2 separate regions of the Anas platyrhynchos genome follow, and region 2 is linked to region 1. Evidence: chromatin contacts called from public Hi-C data. All regions are on one chromosome and are shown on one strand. The core of a region is the stretch at or near the end of the contact, and the rest is flanking DNA. Distances in the headings are between cores, read along the strand shown. Region 1 holds the start of SLC7A5 (solute carrier family 7 member 5). Region 2 holds the start of JPH3 (junctophilin 3).

Region 1 (6,428 bases), core at 2,639-5,138:
TGCGAAGCAGGCTGTGTATAAGAATGTGTGTAGGAAGAACAGTTCAGGCACTTGTGAAACACCAAGCAAGAATGAGTTCATGTCTGGAAACAACATTATCCCGTCTCCCTTCTCTACAGGAAATTTATTGTACTACAGTTCAAAGAGCTATCACATGTTGAAAATCTTCAAATTAGCAGTTGGAAGTAAGAACTATGTATGTTATCTTTAACCGGATAATTTGAAACTTCCTATCCTTGAGCCACCTGCAGAACATACACAAGCATTGGGCTGTGCTCTGTGATTTTTAATGATTTTTGTTAAGGTTTATCAGTTTGTCGATATTGATGTTATCAACTATGAGAAGTCAGGACCTGGTAACTCTCTGTCCATCTTCTCTAAAAGGGGCAAAGTTGGTCTACAAGAGATCATATTTAAGGGAATTCAAATGGCTCTTGAATTTTCATGCCTATCCAAAAATTCTCAGTTTCACAAACTTTAACTTATTCTGTTAAAAAATACTTAGATATCAGATGGAGTTTGCATTTATTATCCTTTAGCATTTGCTTTTTATGATTTATCAGCCTTAGAAGTATCAGACATCTAATCTTTCACATTAAATGACATGCAGTTTATATGACCGTAAGCTACTTAAGTAACCCACGGCCTGAAAACCACTAATTAAGCTACCTGCAAATTCTTACACCTAGGGAGCACTGGGTGTTTCGCAGTGAACATAAAATAAGCCACACCAACGACAAACTGCTTGACCCATCTTGCTACAGGAAGACTTCCTTGTAATGAATTCCCACACTTTTATTTGACAGCCTTAATTAAGCATCCGTGATGTCTTGTGGAATATGCCTCGCATACCAACTGACTGTAGATTACAATCTTGATTTCAGAAAATACCTTTTTGAAGTTAAATTCTACTTACCACCCACCTTGTTTTCTTCAGCACATTAAGAGGAACAAAATTCCCTCTTCCAACCATATTTTTTCTTTCAAGACTGTGATTTATTCAGATTATCTTAATGCCTAGGAATTCAGTTTCTGCATTCCATGGTGGCAAATACTGAACAACACATAATTTATTCAACTGTTCAACACCAGTAACACCTGGAGGGGAAACAAGTAACTTTGTATTTCTCCTCTTATGAGAAACCATACAGTCAATTACATTTTATGTTGACACTCAAACTTTTTGCAAAGAATACAGCTGGTACTGTTTTAGATGGCTGGGCTTTGCTTGCATAAGTCATCAACTGTTCAGGGCCCCAAATTCCCCCATTGCTTCTCAAACCATGCTTTCCCTCTTTGAGATAACTCATTAACATATGCTCTAGAGTGTATGACCAGATTTCCTACACTAAGGCTCCTGAAAAAAAGAACCAACAAAAAACACAGTCACTGGGTAGGGGCATGCCTGGAACAACCACGTAGCAAGCGGCTTGTTAGTCCGTGGAAGCTTTGTGTGATTTGCTTAGTCCTTGGACCAGATTTACTTCGTTTATTGTTCCCATTTCATGATGTGGTTTTGGCACCAGACAGCAGGAAAGCTAACTCCAGAAATCAAAGTTGCAGAGAACTAACTTGCTGAAGGCAATGCGCGATGAACTAACCTTTTAAAGCAGAGGAGACAAAGAAAGATTTAACCCAAAGCATAAACAATCTAGTAGCCAGGGGTGGTGGGAGTAAAGCTTGAAGAAGAAACACATGGAAATGACGCAGATTTGTGGAACCAGCAACTCTTTCTTTGGCGTTTCAAGGTAAAGGGTCAAGAACAAATTCTGCTTCGGGAAAACTACTAATTGCTAGCATAAGAAAGCTGCAGAAACTTATACTATTTATTAGAGAAGAAAAAGTGGGAAGGAAAGCTGGCATCAAGAAGTGTCATGATGCAATCCGCCCTGTCTCTGAAGAGATCTTGCTGCAGGCAAGTCTACTTTACGCTTGTATTTATTTTCTGACCAGTAAAATGGGAACAGAGACACCTGAACCAAGCTCTTTTGGCAGAGTTCCTGCAGATGAAAAGTAGGTTATTCTTGATTATGTTGTTAATTATTGTACAGTTTGCTGCCCTGCTGTTGCTTATGTTATTATATCTGCTGGCTAGTCATATACAGTATCTATCAAAAGACTTGGTCCCTTGTGTATGAAGACATTTACAGATAATATATCTTCCCGCAAAGACCACGTGCTACAACTTGTGAATGCCTGCGATCCTCAGAGGGTGAAGGACTCTAACACAATCTCCCTTTGGACAGCACAAACGGGCTTCTCTTCACAACCTCAGAAAATAAAAATCACACGACTAACTTCCCACACCAAATAAATGTTTTATATAATAAATAAATAAATAGAATAGCTCCTCTCTGAACGTTTATTTACAATGGCACAGCAACTACCAGTGGAGGGGAACACCGACTGGCTAGGAAATAAGGGAAGAAAGGCAGAAAAACATCCAGATTTTAAAGAATGGGGGATCTGGATGGGGTGACTTTGCAGTTGCCAGAGGAACACAAAATGGGGCTTCACTGGCAAAGCCCCAGACCTCAAGATACCAGAGAAAAGATGAGAGCTGCAGCAGCACGTGGCACAGCAGAGACACCAGCAGCCGTTAAGTTCATTGTGGCACAAATGAACTCCTCTGTGAGGCACCCGCTCACAGGAATTAACATTTGCTAGCAAAAAAGAAAGCAATAACCCCAGTTTCCAAGCATGGTGTCAGTGCACATGGAGCTGAGAAATGCCTCAAAAGCGGTGCAGCAAACAGCTGGGTGGTGCAGCACAGGCCACATTCAGCACCAACTGCTGGCAGCAGATAATTCCCCGGCCCCAGCAGCTCCCACCCCAACCCGCACACAGCAGCCCCGAAGTGCTGGGGACAGCAGAAATCCCATCCCAGCGCACGCACCGAACCCACACCGCATTTATCGTGTGCGCTTGCTGCAAGTCCCAAATCACAGGGGCTCCCTAGGCCAAAATCGCCAGCCAGGGAATCCTCGTGCTTGAATTATTTGGGATGGTGCCGTGCTTTCCACTCGCATCATTCAAAACAGAGCCAAAAAACGTGCCTGCAACCAGCACGGGGATGGAGCCAGCTGCTGTGGCCGGGTTTTGCTGCATGCAAGGAGGAAATTGGTGAGCAAGCAGGAGACACGTGGAGCCGTGCAGCAGGACAGCGGCTACTTACGGACACACAGACAGGCCACCAGCTTGGCAGCATCGTCGGGCACCGGGCAGGTGGGGAAGATGGGCTTGAGCAGGTAGGTGGCGAAGACCAGGGCCACGATGTACTGCGAGGAGGGCCGGATGATGAGCAGCTCTATCCAGAGCTTGAGGAAGGCGGGCAGCGAGCCGTACACCTCCAGCATGTAGGCATAGTCCCCGCCGGACTTGGTGATGGTGGTGCCCAGCTCGGCGTAGCAGAGAGCCCCCACGATGGAGAACGCCCCGCAGACGGCCCACACCACCAGAGACAAGCCCGGCGAGCCGGCCTGCCGCAGCACCCCGGTGGGGGTGACGAAGATGCCGGAGCCGATGATGGTGCCCACGATGATGGCCACGCCGTTGAGCAGCGTGATGGAGCGCTGCAGGGCCACCCCTTCCCCTTCTCCCTCAGCCTCAGCGGCGGGCGGCGAGGGCGAGCGGGCGCAGCCGTTCTCCTGCGCCCCTCCGCCCGCCGCCTCCAGCATCTTCTCCATCGCTTGCTTCTCCTCCTCCTGAGCCAGCGAGGAAGCCGAGCCCGCCGGGCTCCTCTTCTTCACCGTGCTGCCGGTGCCGGCGGGGCCGCCGCTGCCCGACATGGCGGCGGGGCGCGGAGCGGGGCGCGGAGCGGAGCGGGGCGGGCGCGGCCGGGCGCTGGGGCCGCCACCATGCAGCCGCCCCTTTTGTGCCCTGTGAGGCGCCGGGGGGGGGGCGGCGAGCGGGGAGGGACTCTCGTATGAGGCGGGGAAGCCGCCCGCAGGACGGCCTCCTCGCTGAGGGGAGGAGGAGAGGAGGAGGATGGAGGATGGAGGGGAGGCGGTGGTGGTGCCGCCGCCCGCCGGGTGCCTCACGCACAGCGGAGCTCGGTGCCAGAAATTTGGCTAAATTCGCGTCTCCCCCTGTCTCTGCTGCCGGTATAAAGCCTTGTTCACACGGACACGGAGCCAAGGCCTGCTGCTGTGTCACTCTCCTTTCTGCAGAGGCACTGCAGAAAGCTGCCTGCCATTTCTCATCGATCACCTGAAAGATCATATATATATTTTTAAAGCCGACCTGGCAAGCACTCAGGCAGAACAAGCAACCTCCGTGCCCCTGTCTCAGTGAATTGCCTCGTGAATGTCCTTGGATGCAAGTTCACAACAGTGCCCGAGGAACACATTCTTTAACAAATGCCTCTTGTCCTTCTAGGATAGGAGATACGGGCAAAAAGCCTGGAAGCTTGGACTCTGCGCAACAAAAGCTGCCCTTGAGAGCTGGGCACGGTACCTTTGAGGAGCTGTAGCTCAGCAAGCGAGTCCGGGTGTCCTATAAGAAGCCATGCCCAAGCTCCCAAACCCAAGGCCAGTGTCCTTCTTGCCCGTACCACACTCCTCCTTGCAAGTTTGACACCCATCAACACAGGCACTAGGGTAGGTCAGGTTTTCTGGAAGACACCTCAGAAACGTGAGATCTGTATTTCTGGGAAAAAAGCAACACTTTAGTAACCCTTGCAGGTAGCTTGCACAGGTACTTGGCATCATGACCCCTTTTGATCTTCAAGCAGCATCCAGAAGCACTTATCAGAAGCTGACACCTACTGGCTGCTCACCACAACTGCATAAGGACCCCGGCGCTCCCTGATTTATGTAAGCATCCCTATTTAGGAAGAAAGCATAGACAAAAATTGTATCTGCACCGAGCACATTGTTCTAGTTTTCAAAGAGAAATGGGATCCCGAAGAGATCGTATAGATTATGAAAAGTATTAATAAATAATAATAAAAAACCACAGCAATACGCTGTGGACAAAATCACACAATTTTCCTGAAATCCCAAGTATTTTTTTCAGCCTACTAGCTTAACATTAACCCCATCACCCAGGCTACATGATTGCAATCTAAACGGATTATTTTTCAAAGTAAGATTTGCCAGCATTTACTTGTCATCATATCTCATTTATCCTAGGCAAAATATTCACAGGCCCATACAGCTAGGAAAAAAAACCAAGTGCCTACTACATACAGGATTGCCTGGGTGTTAGCCTTGCTACACGAGGATCCAGCAGACAAGACTGGAACCGGAGCAAGATGCATGCTCCAAATTTAGCTGCAAACTTGAGTGAACAGTCATTCAAGAGATTTACTTCACCAGTGCTCTAAACCAGGTTCTTACCTGAAGACAAATAACTCAGCTGCTTGCCAATAGGTATTTTACTCCTGATATTACAGCTAAGTCACAGAAATTTCCACTAGCTTTCACAACGATGGGACCAAGTTATCTTTTTCTCTCTGCATCCAATTATTCCAAAACAGGAATTTATTAACAGCCTGGCAGCCAAGAATTTGCAGACTTCAGGCTCAGTTTTGACATCATTTCTATTTAGAAATCCCTGGATCAAGAAGCAGCGGAGTAGTAACACAACTGCCACTGAACCGCCACATTTGAAGTCAACACATACCTGGCTCTACTGCATATTAACCAGAGTTAATTCTGCAACTGTTTCTCCATCGCAGTTGCGGTGTTAGGGTGTGTTCAGATAGTGCTTTACATCTTCAAAGCGCTTCACAAGTGCTAAGTAGTAGTATTATCAGTTCTAACTGCAAACATTAAATCTCTTCAGGCCCTCAAGTCATCCTGCACAATCTTAGAAGACGATTTGATTATACAATCAGTTCTCCATATGCTAATACTCAGGCTTTTCAGGTCTGTCACATCAAAAAGAAAGTCAGTAAAAATTGTTTGTCAGAAAGGCAAATAACTACCAACACCAGAAGTAAATTGGTCATTTGTTAGAATTAATGTGCATGTTGTTAACCATTTATCAGGAGACCTGCCTTGATCAAAATAAGACAGCCTACTGGAACCAAATAAGCTATTTCTTTAACCAATTGCTCAAGCTATGCTACTGCAAGAGCATCTAAGCTTTTTTTTTTTTTTTTTTTTGACAGGTAAAGAAGTGGTGTTAGCTTTTTGAACCCTTAAATAGTATTAGTGGAGTTGGCATTACTCTTAACCTGTGCCAATCTTTCTTCCTACTGAAATGGCTTGCCTACCACAGTTTTGGAGTCCTTACATAGAAGTATTGTCTGCAACTATTTTTAGGGTTGAATTCCTTAACCAGGAACACAGCCTCCTAACTCTTCTATCAGAAGTGGAAACTTATTTGAATAAATTCAGCTTAGCATAACATATCTGTATGACACCTAGACCCTAAGCCTGGCTAGCTGTGAGTCAGGTAAATGAATACTTGTTTTACCCGAT
Region 2 (6,428 bases), core at 1,395-3,894, 130 kb before region 1:
GTCTGTTGCAGACACCCCTTGCCTTGTCCTTTCTCACCCAACATATTGATCCAGACACGCTCCAGATCATTTATTTCCATGTTGCTAATGACTTGAGGCCAGCTTTCGGTGCCGCTTCCCCCCTGCTCTGCCAGGTTTGGCGGGGAGCATCCCTCCTGGCTCAGGGGGTGGCCTCGGAGATGGAGATGCCCTTGGAGGAGGAGATACCCTTGGGAGGAGATACCTTTGGAGAAGGAGGTCTGAGCCATTCAGAAATTCCCCCCTCTGCTGGGTATTGTTGCTCTGCTGATGCAGATAATTCTCTTTGCATCCTTTGATTTACCTTTTATATATATTTTTTATTTCAAAAAAAACTTGCCAGTCCTATTTAATGCTGCCTGTACCCTCCAGGGAAATGTCTCCAGAGCTCGGCAGAGGTACTGGGGGATTCCTGCTGCTGTGGCAGGGCAGCCTGGCCCCAGGCACAGCGGCTGCGGAGGTGAACTTGGCACTTGTTGGTGGTCAGAGCATCTTCCCACTGGTATTTGGGGCTGGTGTGAAATCTAACCTTGAATTTCCTCTCCCTTAGCCTCCGCACACCAGCGGCACACAGGAGATACTAACTGGTCTGGAAAGGACACCCCAGGGCAGTAAAACTGCAGATAACGTGGAGAGAGATTTTATTTTAAACTGATTCCTGGCCTCTGGGTAAAATCTGTGAAAACCAGATGTATTTGGGGGATAGGGTTGGAACCACAGCAAGCAGCCCCCGCACTGGTCAGGGATGGAGAGCACGTGGGCGAGTGCACCGGCACAGCCTCTGGTCTCTCTACCTTGTTCTCCACAGAAGGAATAGCTGGTTATTAATTAACACGCCAATTAACGTGTAAAACTACTATAACCATGTAAAAAAATCAGTCCAACAAACAAAAACAGAGAAAACAACAGAAAGGGGTTGGAAGTTCTTTTTTTTTTTTTTTTTTCTCAGACAAAAATCTGCATTTAAGTAATTTCCCTGGTAGCATTTTTCTTGGAGAGTTCGGAGGTTTCCACCCAGAGTCTTTCTTCACGAAAAAAAATGGCAGTTTGCAGCTGTCAAAAAATGCAGTACCTGAAGTGTGGGATTTTGGGGAAAAACAAAAACAAAAACAAAAACAATGTATACAGAGCACAGTTACTGCATTCATGAAGGACTCGGTGTAGTTTGAGAAGACATTTTCCACTGAAAAAAGGCTTCAGTGGGAGAATTTCCACCCACTCTGGTCGCATCCCTCCAGCTCTGGCAAAGCCTTTCCCCCAGACGAGGGAGGCTTTGTGCTTCAGCAACTGGACAAGAAAAAAGCATTGAGACAGAAAAACACCTGCGTGGGAGGTTGGAGCTGGAGAGGTCCCCGTAGGTGGGCACGGGAGGCAGGTGCCCACCCGGCCCCTTCTGCTGGGGGATTTTTGTGGGCTGAAATCCCACGGGGTTCATCGCCAGGGCTGCTTTCCTGGCCTCCTTGCCCAGCCGGGTCTCAAATCCAAGTCTGGGCTGAGAACTAGCACCAGGAACAGCAGTGGGGCTGGCAGGACGCAGCCAGGAGCCGCTGCATCTGAGGCGGGGATATTTTCCAGAAGCACCACGTTTTTGGACAAGTCACGGATTTCGCTTTGCCGGCACAAAGCGAAATTTAATTTCTGCCCAGCGCAGCTCCCCCTTTCATCCCCGAGCCTCGCCGCACTCATGCATTGATGCAAACACACCGACACATGAACAAACTCGTGGCGTGCTCTGCCAGCAGCATGCGCGCTGCGGGACGGGGACCCCGTGCGCCCCAGAGGCGCGAAGCGCGCTGCACCTCCTGCCTCCTCCTCCTCCTCCTCCTCCTCCCAGCCCCAAAAACCCCTGGGATTTGACCACCGTGGGCCTTCTGCTGCCTCTCTCCTTCCAGCCCAAGGCCGGGGACCCTCGCGCGATGCCGCAGGGAGAGGGCAGCTGAATTAATTTGGGGATGGGCGCTGCGGCGCGCACCGCCCTGGAGAGCCCCTGGCACCACAGCGGGGTCCGGCCGCCCCCTTCGCGTCCCGGCCACGAGTGGGGAAGGCTCGGAGGGAGCCGGGCGAGAGGAATAAAGCCGGGGGAGGGGAGAGGAGGGGGGCAGGAGGCTGTGGCGACGCAGCCGCTGTCTCTTTAAATCCACCCGGAGCCTGGCGATGAGGCAGAGCGGAGAGCCCAGGATCCCCGCTCGCTCCTAAGCAGGATTTAGCCCCGCGGGAGGGAAAGGGAAGGCGAAAAAAGGAAGGGGGAGGCCGTGGGGCGAGCGGAGACCCTCGCCCCTTCCACCCCAAGCCCCCCGGGGGGGCGGCATGCGGGCTGGGCTGGGCTGGGCCAGCGGCCACCGCAGCAGCAGCAGCAGCAGCAGCAGCCGCAGCCAGGTTTGCCGGGGAGCGCAGGAGGCGCCGGGCTTTTAGGGGCGGGGGGCTGCGGTCGCCACCCCCGCAGTGCCGCTGCCAGCCGCCCGCGGGGCCCCCCCAAGGCCGGGCCGGGGGGCGAGGGGGTCCCGGGGGGGGGCGGCCCTGCCCCGCGGGGGGCGCAGGGCTCCGCAGCCGGCCGGGGCATCAATTCGCTCTCTTGGCATTTGGCCTCTTTTTATTTTTTTATACATATATATAATTTTTTTTCCTCCCCCCCCCCATTTTTTATTTTTTTTTCCTGCCCCCACCCCCGTTCCCTGCCGTGGATGGTTTTTAGGTGGAGTCGTTTGCACCAAAACCCAATAGCTGCTGCTGTTCTTGCTGCTATTTTTTTTTTTTTTTTTTAATGATCCTGTTTCCACAGCAGGGGAAGAGAGAACTGATCCCGAACATACTCCCAGAGAATGAATAATCGCAAGAAACTGGCTTAAGCAGCTGCCTGGATCTGGTGCATGATTTCGATCTGATCTGATCTGATTTGAATATTTTTTATTTTTATTTTTTTCCAAGTCATCGTTCCCGTTTTATTTCCTGCATTCTTTTTTTTTTTTTTTTTTTTTTCACCTTTTGGGGGATTTGCAAACCGAATTACATGCATGTCCAGTGGGGGAAGGTTTAATTTTGACGATGGAGGGTCGTACTGTGGAGGCTGGGAGGACGGAAAGGCTCATGGCCACGGAATCTGTACCGGCCCGAAGGGTCAAGGTGAATATTCGGGCTCCTGGAGTCACGGCTTTGAGGTGCTGGGGGTCTACACTTGGCCCAGCGGCAACACTTACCAGGGCACCTGGGCGCAGGGCAAGCGCCATGGCATTGGCATGGAGAGCAAGGGGAAGTGGGTGTACAAAGGCGAGTGGACCCATGGATTTAAGGGACGGTACGGGGTCCGAGAATGCACTGGAAACGGGGCCAAGTACGAAGGCACCTGGAGCAATGGATTACAGGATGGCTACGGGACAGAGACCTACTCGGATGGAGGTAGGTGATGCATTGGTCCCTTCCGAGCCGGGGCGGGATGCGGTGTGTGGGTACCAGCCCCTGCGAGTTTGCAGCCTGCCCTCCTGGAGCCGGGGGTGCTCGGATGCTCGCACCCCATGGGAGATGAGGAACCAGCCCCGCGTGGCACCTCCTTGCCACAGGTAGCCCCAAATGTCCTCCGAGCACCAGGCCCTCTCCCCTGACGCTGGCGAGGCTTTTTTTGGGGTGCTGGCCTTGGGGCACGGGGGATGCCCAGCCCTCGCCCATGGGGTGGGAGGATGGAGTGGGCCAAGCTGCTGGGAGACGACCCGAGTTGCACATGGGATTCGCAGTGATGACTGCACCACTGTAACCTGTAGGATTGGCATGGAGTGGATGGAGCAAACCAGAGGGGGCTGGAGCGAGCAGGGGGAGCAGCTCCTTTGCTGCAAATGCTTTTGGCGAGGGGTCGAGGTCGTTGCATGCGCGCCCTGCCTTGCAGCCCCTCCAAACGCAGCCCTCCAACTTAATAAATCATACCAGGCAAAAGACTTTAATTCAGACAAGAGTCTTACATTCCTAGTTTACGGCTTAATGCTTAGCGTAGGGGCTCAGAGGGATCACAAAAGCTATTCTCTGCCGTCAACGCGGCTTAACGAGATGTGGAGGGGAAGCGAGGATTAAAGGAAAAACATGAAAACCCAATTGGAGTGATCAAAAATTGCTGGCCTAACAAGCTTTAAGGCCAAACTAGGAAAACCAGCTGGTGCTGTGCCCTAAGTGGCTGTATCATCCTCCCTGATGTTTTGTGGCTACTTCCATCTGAACTGCCTCCATAATACGAGCTGGGCCTACCTGCCAGCAGCCGGGGGCTCTCAGCAGTGCTGCCCCGTTGTTTTTTGGGTGTGTTCATCTAAAGCTGGCTCCTTTTTATTTTTTCTTTTTGTTTTTTTTTTTTTTTAAGGCGTTATCGTTTTCCAGGAGGGCCACGTTCAGGAAATTGCAGTGTTGCTGAGCTCCATCGCAGCCTTCCTGAAAGGTGCTGCAAGAGCTTTCTCTAGAAAACCCCAGTGTGCTGCTCGGTGCTGGTACAGGGAGGCGAGATGAAATGGCACCTGCAGCTGCCCTTTTCTGCTCCCTGAGGGAAAGGTGGAACGAGCTCTTTATTTTTAAGGATAATTTCCTACCGGCGGCTGCAACCGAGCCGCAACCTTTTGTTTCAGACGCCTGGAATAATGCTGGGGGTTTAGCTGGAAGCCGGTGGGTTTGTCTTTGCGAGTCATCTCGAAATCCTGGCAGCCCTTCGGCTGGGAAGAAAGCTCGCTGGGAGCACAGTCACGGTCTCTCGCCTTCGGCAGGGTCAGGAGGGGATGTGGGGGATTTTCTGCGTGCCCTGAACTCGCGTGCCGCCTCGCTGCGCCCCCGCTGGCACCCAGCCCCTGCCGGGGACATTTGCAGGAAGGCGGGCAGGAGCTGCACGAACCACAGGTCTCCGAGGGCTGGCTGTCGCGGGGCTGGCCCTGTCCCCATGTCCCCACGCGCGCTCTTGTCCCCACCCAGGGCTCAGCCCTGCTTGCTCCTCATCGGCCGCAGCACGGCAGCGCTTTGGGAAGCCTGGGGAGCATCCCCAGCGTGGGGTGAACGAGCCGTTCCTGGTTTCTGAGAAGCTACCAGAAGCCAAGAGCTTCTTCCATCTTGTCAGGCCAGGCTGGCTTCTCCGCGGTTGGGACAGAAAATGTCTAGTGCACGCCTGTCATTTTAGGAGGAGGTGTAAGATCTGCAGGAGAAGAGGTCTGTAGCAAAATGCTGTCCCCTGAGGACTCTGCAAACCACGCTAGGATGAGGGGATGGTGGTGCTGGGACAATTTGGAGCTGTGGTGCTTGTGCCCAGGCTGCTGGCACCAGGGATGGATGCTGCACGCCCCGGCCAGGCTCCTGCTCGCCCCGATGCCCGCGGTCCCCACTTTTGTGCCAGCAGCCACCGCGGCACAGCGGTGCCCGGCCGAGGATGCACTTTCATGAACTCGGTTGCAAGTAGCCAGGGAGCTTTCCCCAATTTTGGGTGGAAATCTCCAGCCTTTTGGACACTGAACCTTAACAAACTTTGTGCGTTTGGGTACAAGAAGCCGATGTGTGCAGCCAGGGCGACCGCATAGGGGTTGCACAGAGGAGGCAACTATTGGGAAGGATGTTTCTCATTAATCTGCTCGAGTTATTACCTCCATCAAACTGAAGTATCCTAGAATCCTCGCCCCAGCATCTGTCACTTGCCACCCACAGATAAATATTCATCCCTTGCATTTTTATTTTTTTTTAGCACATCCACCAGGGCTAGGGGATGGGTCCCGAAATGCGCAGCACGGCTTAGGAAGCAAGATGCCGTGGAATTTGTGGTTTTCACTCCAATTTTACCATTTCCTGCATGATAGTGGGTAAGGGCCAATCCCGAAACTCCACCAGCCATTGCCAGTGCTGTTGGGGAAACAATATTTGGCGTGCCCCATGCACACACGTCGACGCGTTTGGCTTGGCTATGGCAAGCGGTGTCCCCCCCGGCCACCCACCACCACCCCGGCTCCGCTGGCAGCCCCAGGCGCCGCCCCCCCACGCCGGGTGCTGGCGCCCGCACGCACGCTGCCCCCGCGTGCAGCTTGCCGAGCTCACACCTCCCACGCCGACACACTCATCGCCGTGCACGCACGCCTCTCCTCCCCACGCCGCGACGCCGCTTCGCCCCTCCGTGCGCGCACGTGCTCTGCCCAAAGCGCACTGCCGGGGCTCTCGGACCCCTGCCCGCCATCTGCCTGCCCCCAGCCGTGTGGTTACTTATGAAAATCATGTACCAGGCATAAATAAAGCCCCTCTGCTCTTTTAGGGAGCCAGCTCCGTGCCAAATCTCCATGGCATCGCTGCGCGCCCGACCTATGTCCGTGCACCTGTGGCACAGGCGTGCGCCGTCCCTTCCCATCCATGCAGCCTCGTTCTTCTGCCAAAAATGCCCAACGCCTCCTGCCCCATCCAGCAGCAGGCTGGTATTA

What was found. A called contact is a pair of places that touch in the nucleus more often than the background predicts.
Region 2: a contact with region 1 is called in a Hi-C map of skeletal muscle, with 2.1 times the contacts expected there. The contact joins the promoter of JPH3 here to the promoter of SLC7A5 in region 1. A contact is called at or near these places in 2 of 8 Hi-C or Micro-C datasets (skeletal muscle and subcutaneous adipose tissue).

The regions. Positions count from the first base shown.
Region 1 is chr12:2,318,776-2,325,203 of IASCAAS_PekinDuck_T2T, reverse strand. It overlaps SLC7A5 (solute carrier family 7 member 5), which reads right to left and starts at 3,888. Exons shown (of 10, transcript XM_027465794.3): 1 at 3,176-3,888. The coding sequence starts at 3,788.
Region 2 is chr12:2,446,403-2,452,830 of IASCAAS_PekinDuck_T2T, reverse strand. JPH3 (junctophilin 3) reads left to right here and starts at 2,644. Exons shown (of 5, transcript XM_038185490.2): 1 at 2,644-3,411. The coding sequence starts at 3,030.